Regions from separate parts of the Mus musculus genome. Here region 1 is linked to region 2. Evidence: chromatin contacts called from public HiChIP or PLAC-seq data. All regions are on one chromosome and are shown on one strand. Each heading gives the region's core, a stretch centred on a gene start, on an enhancer-like site or on the middle of the called end of the contact. The rest is flanking DNA. Distances are from core to core; before and after follow the strand shown.

Region 1 (3,930 bases), core at 163-2,662, 160 kb after region 2:
AATAGAGTTTTCTGTTTCTTTTGCCCAGGAAATGCCACCCCAGAAAGTGGTAAATTTGAGACCAACTTGGCTTTGTATCTCTCCTGGGGCTCCTAAATCTTGGAAATGGTTTCCTACAGGCTCAGTATTTTCCTTGTTGGAATTTATTTCAGTTTCCTTTGTTTCTACTTTAGAAAACATGCCGCATGAATAATGATGCCTCCGGCAGAGGAATCACTCCAGTAGCACAGTTTAAACCTAGGACACATCCTGCCCTCACTTGCATTTCTAATATGCCAGCACAGTCAGTAGGAATTGTGCCCACACACGAACTAACAGCCTTGAGCCCTCAAGGTTAGAAATTATGAACATGGAAAGGCCCATTTATTCATTTCAAAACATTTGATGTAACTGCTTCTGAGGCAGAATCCCAAGTCTCCGTCCTTCTTGTTGATCCCAGTCATGACATCCAACTCTGAGGATAGCACAGAGCCATAAATGTCCTCATTGTTTAGTGCACTAGATGAGAACAAGACAAGACTGTAAGATCAAACCTCCGTGGAGTAAAAGTTAGAAGTCAGTAATTCCATTACTGTCAAAGAGCACTTACATGCAACAGGATTTTTTTTTTAAAGCAACATTGTATGAACATTTTCGAAAGTATCATCAATGTGTGGAAGAAAAAAAATAATGAAAGAGTGTGCTCACCAGTTAGATTGCCAAAGTTTGTAGCCCCTCTTTACTGCACCCCTAAAACAAACATCATGTTTGCTGGTAAAAAGAGATACATACAACATCAGGAGTGGGCTTTGGCGCTGGGAATAAGCAAGGAAAGCTTGTATTCTATAGCGCTGTATTAATAGAGAGTAAATAGGAAAACGTCACTGATCAATCTGGAGAAGTCCAGATGGTAGTGGGGCACAAATTGTACATTAGATAACAGTAGAAGAGCTTTTTAAATTTATGCCTGCACTGATTTGACAGCTAATGGAGATGGTTCTTTTGTAAATTAAATTGCAAGTCCCATCGCCCTCCTAAATAAAGAAGCAAAACCGGCAAGACTTTAAGAAAAAAAAAAAAAAAGTGGTACAAGGTACCACACCCCTCAGCCATACAGCAAAGGGTAAAAGAGACTGGGAGCCTGTGTGTGGAATGTGGACAGAGGAGGGTGGACCAGGGAGCAGAGGGGAGGGGTTTCTTTTCGGTTTCTCAGTGGCAAGGCGAACCCGGCAGCTACCCTGTCTCTTTGAGGGCTTAGAGATGTTAAAAATGACAAGCAAAGTTTTCTCTTTGTCCCTCGCTTTTCATAAAACCAAAGTCTCAAGCCTGTAGCTGCCTCTTGTCCCAAGGGAGTGTGTGTAAGAGGGAGGGAAAAGAAGCCGTGTGGGTGAGGGTGGCAGAGCAGATCCCGGGGACAGCAGAAAAGAGGCGCGAGCTAGTCGTCTCCGGCAGGAGGGCGTGGATACCGGTACAAGCTCGAACAGGTCCAGCCTTCTGGAGACCTGTGCCAACAGCAGGAGGGGGCAGACGGGATCTCTGTGGGCAGATCGGGGTGTGGATCAGCGGGAAGCGCCCAACTAGAAACTCCCTTGGATTCTCCAAGAGGCGCTGGACCTCGTTGGTCCCCTTTGCCCCAGTGATCCAGCTTTAGGAGAAGTTTTCCCAAGAGAAGGTACCAGACAGATCGGATGTCAAGAGGCGGCTCAGGTGAGTCTATTTGCGCGTGCCTTACAAGAAATGGGACTCTCTCCATCTGCCCTTTAGTCAACTCTTTGAGGGAGGTGGAAGGAAATCAAGGGCTTGCTCCTGGGAGAAGAGCAACTCTTTATGAAAGGGAAATGGTGCACATCCCTGGGTTCCGTCCTTGCCCAAAATGGGAGTGGCTCAAGGTCCCTTCCCTAACCTGAGAAGAGGCGCCACCTTTCGTAGCACCGCCGCAGGTGGCTAAGGCTGGATTTTTTGACAGCTCCAGGTCAGTGGATGGAGTAAACAAGCTTCGGGGACCCCTGCACCTCCAAGCTGCCAACCTTCGGTAGGCTGATTTGTCTTTCTTCCAACATAGCCACCGCCCGCCTCCTTACCTTAGGGAGAGGATGCATACCCTCCATAGACCATAGCCTTCAGGGAGTGGGGGGCAAGTACTACATTTCTCTCCACTAACCCCCTATAGGTGTTGGGGTCCAGACTTTCTAACCCCAGCCCCAAATTCCCTATCTAGCTGTTAAGTCTCTAGAGATGCATCTTGCTTGCAGTGGTGTTCCCTAAATGCCTACAGCTTGGAATGAATGATCGATCTGTGAACTGCCAGCTTAGGGAAAAGATAGAAGCAGAGCACTCCATCTCAACCGAACACGGTGGGGGCTAGAAGGCAGGTCGGGGGGTCCCCCGGTTGCCATGACTCCCTTGTAGCCAAGCCCCGGGAGCTAGGGATGCCAGTCACGGACAGTCCCTTTTTCCTCTTTGTGCCTCTCCTATCCTCTTTCTCTGTCTCTTCCTATTTTTTCCTCCCGTGAGTGAAAGTGTGCGTAGGGAGAGAGCAGGGAGCAAATGATTGATTTGGAGAAAGAGGATTGGAGCCGAGAGGCTGGGGAAACCTGGCTGTCTTCATCCCTGGGTCCCTTGGCTGAGAAGAACCTCACTTTCTCAGCGAGGGGCAGAGCTGAGGAATTCCTGTGAAAAATCTGGGGCGGGAGGAGCAGCGGCACCATGATTCAGGTATTGGAGACCAAAGCAGCGAGGGAGCTGGGTGGGTGGTCTGCGGTCGGGTTGAGAGGATGGGCGGGGAGTGCGAGTAGCCAGCAAGCACGAGCAGGTGTGCGTGGCACTGAGCGGCTGGGCGGGGAAGGAGCTTCCGACTCTGCCTGGGGAGAAAGGAGATCAATACCGCCCCGCAGGCCAGAACTGAGAAGAGCTGGCTGGTAGCAGCCAGCGGAAGGCGTGTGCACCACAGCGCGCTCCCGCTGCTGGAAATAGTGGGAGATTTGCGCGTGCGCGTGGGTGCTGACCTAGGTAACTCTTGGAGGTACATCAAGGTAGAGCGCTGGAGCGCGCGCCTGGCTGTGAGTTCCAGCCCTATCTACTCTGGAATGTGTGGCTTAGAGTAGTTATTTATTCTGTGTCTCAGTTTCTCTCTTACTAATGGGTATCAATTCATCCCATTTTGAGTTGGAAGATTGGAGTGAGGTTATCCAAGCAGACAGTTTACCCTCCTTCTCTGATGAGAAATAATTATCCAGAAGTTAGTTGTTGTTGGTGGTGCTGCTGTTATAATTAATACGCAAATTAATTAGATACGGTAGATTGTCCTTTCTCGGCACTTTTATTGAGGGCAAAATTCTGTGTTATCTAATTTTAGAAAATGACATTTGTTAAATTTATTGATACTCTGTTCCACTCGTAAATCTGGTTTGCAGCAGATTGAGAAAGAAAACCTGAGCAGTTCTTAGCAGATTAGCTCCGAGTCCAGTGCTGGACAGAGCTTAGAAAGCTGCCCAGGGAAAACCACTGATCACAAGAGAATCCAGTTTCGCCCCTCCCCCATAATTTTGTTTGTAGGATCTGAGCTCCACCTCTCACCTGTTTATGGTGCAGTTGGGCTTGTCTCAGTTTCAGTCCCTTTGTGATAACATCGACCTATTGCTTTCCAGATTTAACTTGGCTATAGAGTCTAATATATACCTAGATCTTCCCTCTCATGGTCTTTCGTGCTCCAATACATTCACCTCTCCTAATGGCAAAGTCTGCCCTCCCGTCATCACGTGGATGCTCCGGAGTAACTGTCATCTAATGCATGAGGTGCCCTTACTAGGGAGCTGGGGGTACAGTTTGTGGCAGCTGACTAGACTCTCTTTCAGAAAATGCAGAAGACTATGAAGATTAAACACATTCTTTTCCAGACTGTTCTGTGTTCACACTCACAGGATCCTTTCCTTCCTTGCAAGTGCCTCATGG
Region 2 (4,334 bases), core at 1,182-3,681:
ACCTTTGGAAGAGCAGTTAATACTCTTAACTGCTTAACTATCACTCTAGCCTTTACTGTTCATCTTTTTTTAAAAAGCAAAAATCAAAATTTCTATAGTATACTGCTTACAAAGTTCCTAAGCATCTTCTCACAGGAGTGAGAAGTACTTGTATGGTGATTCATAGCACCTATAAAATAGGCTTGTAATAATACACATGGAAGAAAATTTCTTTGGGAGGTGATATTAAAAGAGGACTGGAGAAGACCTAGAAATGCAAAGGAACCATATCTCTGTGGCTTAGCATTAAAAAGACAACTATGACACACAGGATTTGCTTTATGGGGTAAAACATTGTACAGGTGTCTGGTAATATACTTATAGAGGGATTTTAGAGTAGAATCTTCTTTCCTCTGTGGTTTCATGGGAGAAAGGCTCTATGTTTTCTCCTAATTCACATGCCAGCCATTACTGTATCACCACTGTCCAAGGTCTGTCATGCTATTAATACTTATTATTGACTGATATTTTTATATTGATATTCACTGTCCATCATCCTTTATTACTTGTTTTTCCTGTTTCTCAGTTTTGATTATGTATTCTCATCTCATGTGACAAGATACATTAAAGCCTTTAATATCTTTGCAAAAATTTTGAATTTATTCTTGGCAAGAAAACCTGTTTACTTTTGATATTTGAAATATGATATGCTGTTCTTATATACTTTATGCAGGAGGGACAATGACGTTTTTAAATAGCACTTTGGGCATTTAAAAGTGGTATCATATAAGAAATATTGCATGAACTTTCATAGTATCAAGCTAAGCATTGTTTGCTGTATACCATATTTACTCTTTTCCCTCATAAACAATCTATATACCTAGGTAAAGCTATCTACTTGACTGTCAGCCTTCCATGTATGTGGCCAAGATGGTAGAGGCCCTGCCAGTAAAAAAGAAGGTCTAGACAGGGCTTTATCTATAGTAAGACTTTATCTATAGTAAGGCATTTGCTTCCCTCAATAATAATAATAATAATAATAATAATAATAATAATAATAATAATAATAATGTGAATTGTCTTATCCCTGCCTTTAATTTCAGACCATCCACTCCTGACACACTATTGTTCAACTGAGTGACTTAAAGTTATCTGTGTTTTTTGTTATTTCACAGAAATTCTTCACTATGTTGTTTTTGTAGGTTTTTGGTGTCTGTTTGCTTCAATGTAACATGAACAACTTGATAGTATTACCACAGATTACTGGCACATAGTGAACACCCAGTTAATATATGCTAATTTGTTTGTGTGTATTTGAGTGTCTGAACATGTCCATGTGTGTGAGAGTGCAGATGTACACACCATAGTACCTGTGTGGATGTCAGAATTCAGGGAATATAAACACAGGTTATCAGATGTACACCGAGAACTTTATGCGGTAAGCCATCTCCCCAGTCCTATTCCTTGCATCTTAATATTCAACAGTTTATGCTTTTCATGATTGCTGTAGATACTAGCTATACTTAGGAATATGAATATCAGGAATTATCTCTACTTCCTCATGCTAGAAAGAGAAAGCACGCAAGATTGTATACTTTTAACATGTGCCCTAGGTAGTGCTGAGACAGCGATTCACAAGCTACCTTTTGAGGAGTATTTCATTGAACATAAAATTACACCTACCTAAAGACCAATGTAAAGGTACAAATATCAATTCCCAATGGAGCATAACACGTGTGCACTAGGACTTACTTTTTTTGGCTTATGTTTTCATACCATTCTACATCTTGTTCTTGTTTTTGATCTGTGTTTATCTTTCATCAACTTTAGTTTTGTCCTTTTATAGACTGAGCCTCTTCACTTAACTCGGTCTGGCTGGTCTGGAACTCTTGAAAATCCTCCTGTCTCACTCTCTGAGAACCAGACCTAAACCACCAAACCTGATGCCCGTTTCTATATGTAACACTAGATAACTGGATCTGTAGCAGAGGATGGCATTAACTGGCATCACTGGAAGGGGAGCCTCTTGGTCCTGTGGAGGCTTGATGACCCAGGATAGACCACTGAGGCAGGAGTGGGTGGTCGGGTTGGGGAGCACCATCATAGAGGCATGGGGAGGAAGGGGGCACAGGGGACTTGTGGAGAGGAAACTGGGAAGGGGGATAACACTTGAAATGTAAATAAAAAAAATAACCAGTAAAAAAAATGGAAAAAATGATGCTAAAAATAGCAAAAGAAATCCATCCATCCATTTTGCCGATATTCACAGAGATCAGATAGTTTGCCTAAAGGTAGCTACTGGGCTCAAAGAAAAAATACAGCCAAAAAGCTTCTACTTCATTTGCTTTCCACAAGATGCAGAGCAATTTCTACTGAGTAGGATTCCAGTCAGTTGCTTCAAGATAGGGCATTGTATGCACATGAAAGAGCTTCTTGGAAATGAAAGTCAATGCAGTTTATTGAGGGTGTTGCAAACAGCCGGGATGGTCTGACTCATGCACAGGGAAGCATTTCCAGTTATGTTAATACCCACTTGGCAGCTGCCTCTCTAATTGCCTAAGTCAGTTTGTAGAGAAGCAGGACATGTTAATTCTCTGCAAATATAGATATTCATAACTGGGTGTCAAATTTTTCACCCTAAATAGAGATGGTTCTTCAGATGTCACTGGCACTGGGGACAGATAGTTGTTATTTAGTGAGCCTTGGGGAGTCCTTGAACTCCCTACAGTAAAATCGAGAGGGATGGGAAATGACATGAGACTGAAGTAGCATACAGATGCATCTAATGAAATTTGGGCATCTTTCATTGGCTGCCTTTTGTTTTGATGGCTCCCATGCACAAGTTGTACCAGATGGTGTTCTCATGGTCTCCATCAATGCTGAGATGTGATGAAGAAGGGGAAGAGAAAAATGGATGAGAAAAATAATGCTGATCTGCACAGCTGAAAATAATTATGATTGCATAGTTAATGACCCAGGGAATTAGACAAAGCCAAGCTCATTGGAACTCAGGCCACATGCCGGCAAGTGTCACAACTTAATGACAAAAGATGAATTGTTTTATCTCCTACATAGTAACTCATGACATGGTGGTGATTCTTATTTCTGAATCAGTGTGCTAGAATCAAGACATAAGGAGATGTGTGTACCCACTGTCTTTTCATTTCAAAAGGGAATAGAGACAGCAGTCACAATGGACTATTAAAAATGTCAAAAAATCTCAGTAAAAACTGTATTGATACTCCTCTTAACCTGCAGTGCAAGTAGGCAGAAACCCACAAGATGTTGAAAGTAGCCATTAAAATATAGAGTGTGCATTCCTCGGAGGGTAGGGTCAAAGCTTGCCCTTCTTTTGTGGTCATTTAAAAGCATTTATTGAAATTCTGCCATGTATGTGGCACTCCTTAACAACCTGTGATAGAAAGATGAAAAAGGCACAGTTCCCACACAGCCTGAAGGAGCTCACACTGTGTAAATATTGATTGGGGGTGGTTGGCTGATTGCTATTCCCTGTGGAGACTCCAATGAGGTGTCTGAAATTCTCACTTATTTCCATTATAGCTGTGAACACTGACATTCAAATGCTGGTAGTTCAAGTATTCACACAGTAATTCATTTGCTTAGTCATTTGGCAAATCTTTATTGAATATTGATTATGTATCAGACACTGGGTTTGCCAGTAGGATAAAAGTAGGGAGTAGTATGTTATTGTAATTATAATATATGAATATCCTAAACTATTATCTATTTGATTTTGGTTGTTTTCTTTCAAGTGCTAAGGGTTGTGCCTACATCTTTGCATGCAAGAGACATGCCAAAATGGATAGGAAAAAAACCTATAACACTTCAATCCTTCAGAGAGAACTATAGGCAACTAAGTAAGACAGAGTGGGAGAAATCGTCTTCCCAAAGGAAAAGAACACAACTGGTTATCCAGTAACAAATGGCCAGTCCTGAAAACACATATGTGAGTAACGTTATATAAACTGAGTATTACACACACACACACACACACACACACACACACACACACACACACAAATGTGCATGTAATAACAATTTAAAAATGTGGCTGTGCATTTGAAAATGAGCATATGAGAGGGTTTGTAGGGAGAAAGGGGAAGGTAAGAATGATGTAATTGTATTGTAATCTCAAAAAAAATCCCCCCAAAATATATAAAAAATCATTTTAAAAAATGGGTGAACAGTACAGGGATTACTGTGAGGAGCCATGGAAGGAATCATATTTATTCTAACGTATGGAAGAAACCCATAATGGAGTTAGTGAATATGAGAAATGTCTATGAGAAATGATTGGAAGAAAGAACATGCTAGCTGTGACCCATACACTCAGG

What was found. HiChIP or PLAC-seq counts read pairs in DNA pulled down with a chosen protein or histone mark.
Region 1: an H3K27ac HiChIP or PLAC-seq map of neural progenitor cells shows a contact between it and region 2, with 5 times the contacts expected there. The contact joins the promoter of Chl1 here to the enhancer-like site in region 2. A contact is called at or near these places in 6 of 39 promoter capture datasets (the C10 cell line, the HPC-7 cell line, embryonic stem cells and 2 more), 9 of 484 Hi-C or Micro-C datasets (LSK cells, bone marrow-derived macrophages, cerebral cortex and 5 more), 13 of 115 datasets of contacts at active chromatin or transcription factors (astrocytes, bone marrow-derived macrophages, embryonic basal ganglia and 7 more) and 3 of 9 other capture datasets (adipose tissue, embryonic stem cells and pancreatic islet).

What each region holds. Positions count from the first base shown.
Region 1 is chr6:103,509,464-103,513,393 of GRCm38.p6, forward strand. Chl1 (cell adhesion molecule L1-like) reads left to right here and starts at 1,413. Exons shown (of 27, transcript NM_007697.2): 1 at 1,413-1,686.
Region 2 is chr6:103,350,115-103,354,448 of GRCm38.p6, forward strand. No RefSeq gene overlaps it. Among named protein-coding and RNA genes, the nearest start is that of Chl1, 160 kb to the right of the region's middle. Within about 2 kb of position 2,432, at least 32 of the 459 cell types and tissues checked have an H3K27ac peak or open chromatin away from gene starts, as enhancers often do. A contact at or near this core is called in hippocampal neurons and neural progenitor cells, where this site is marked.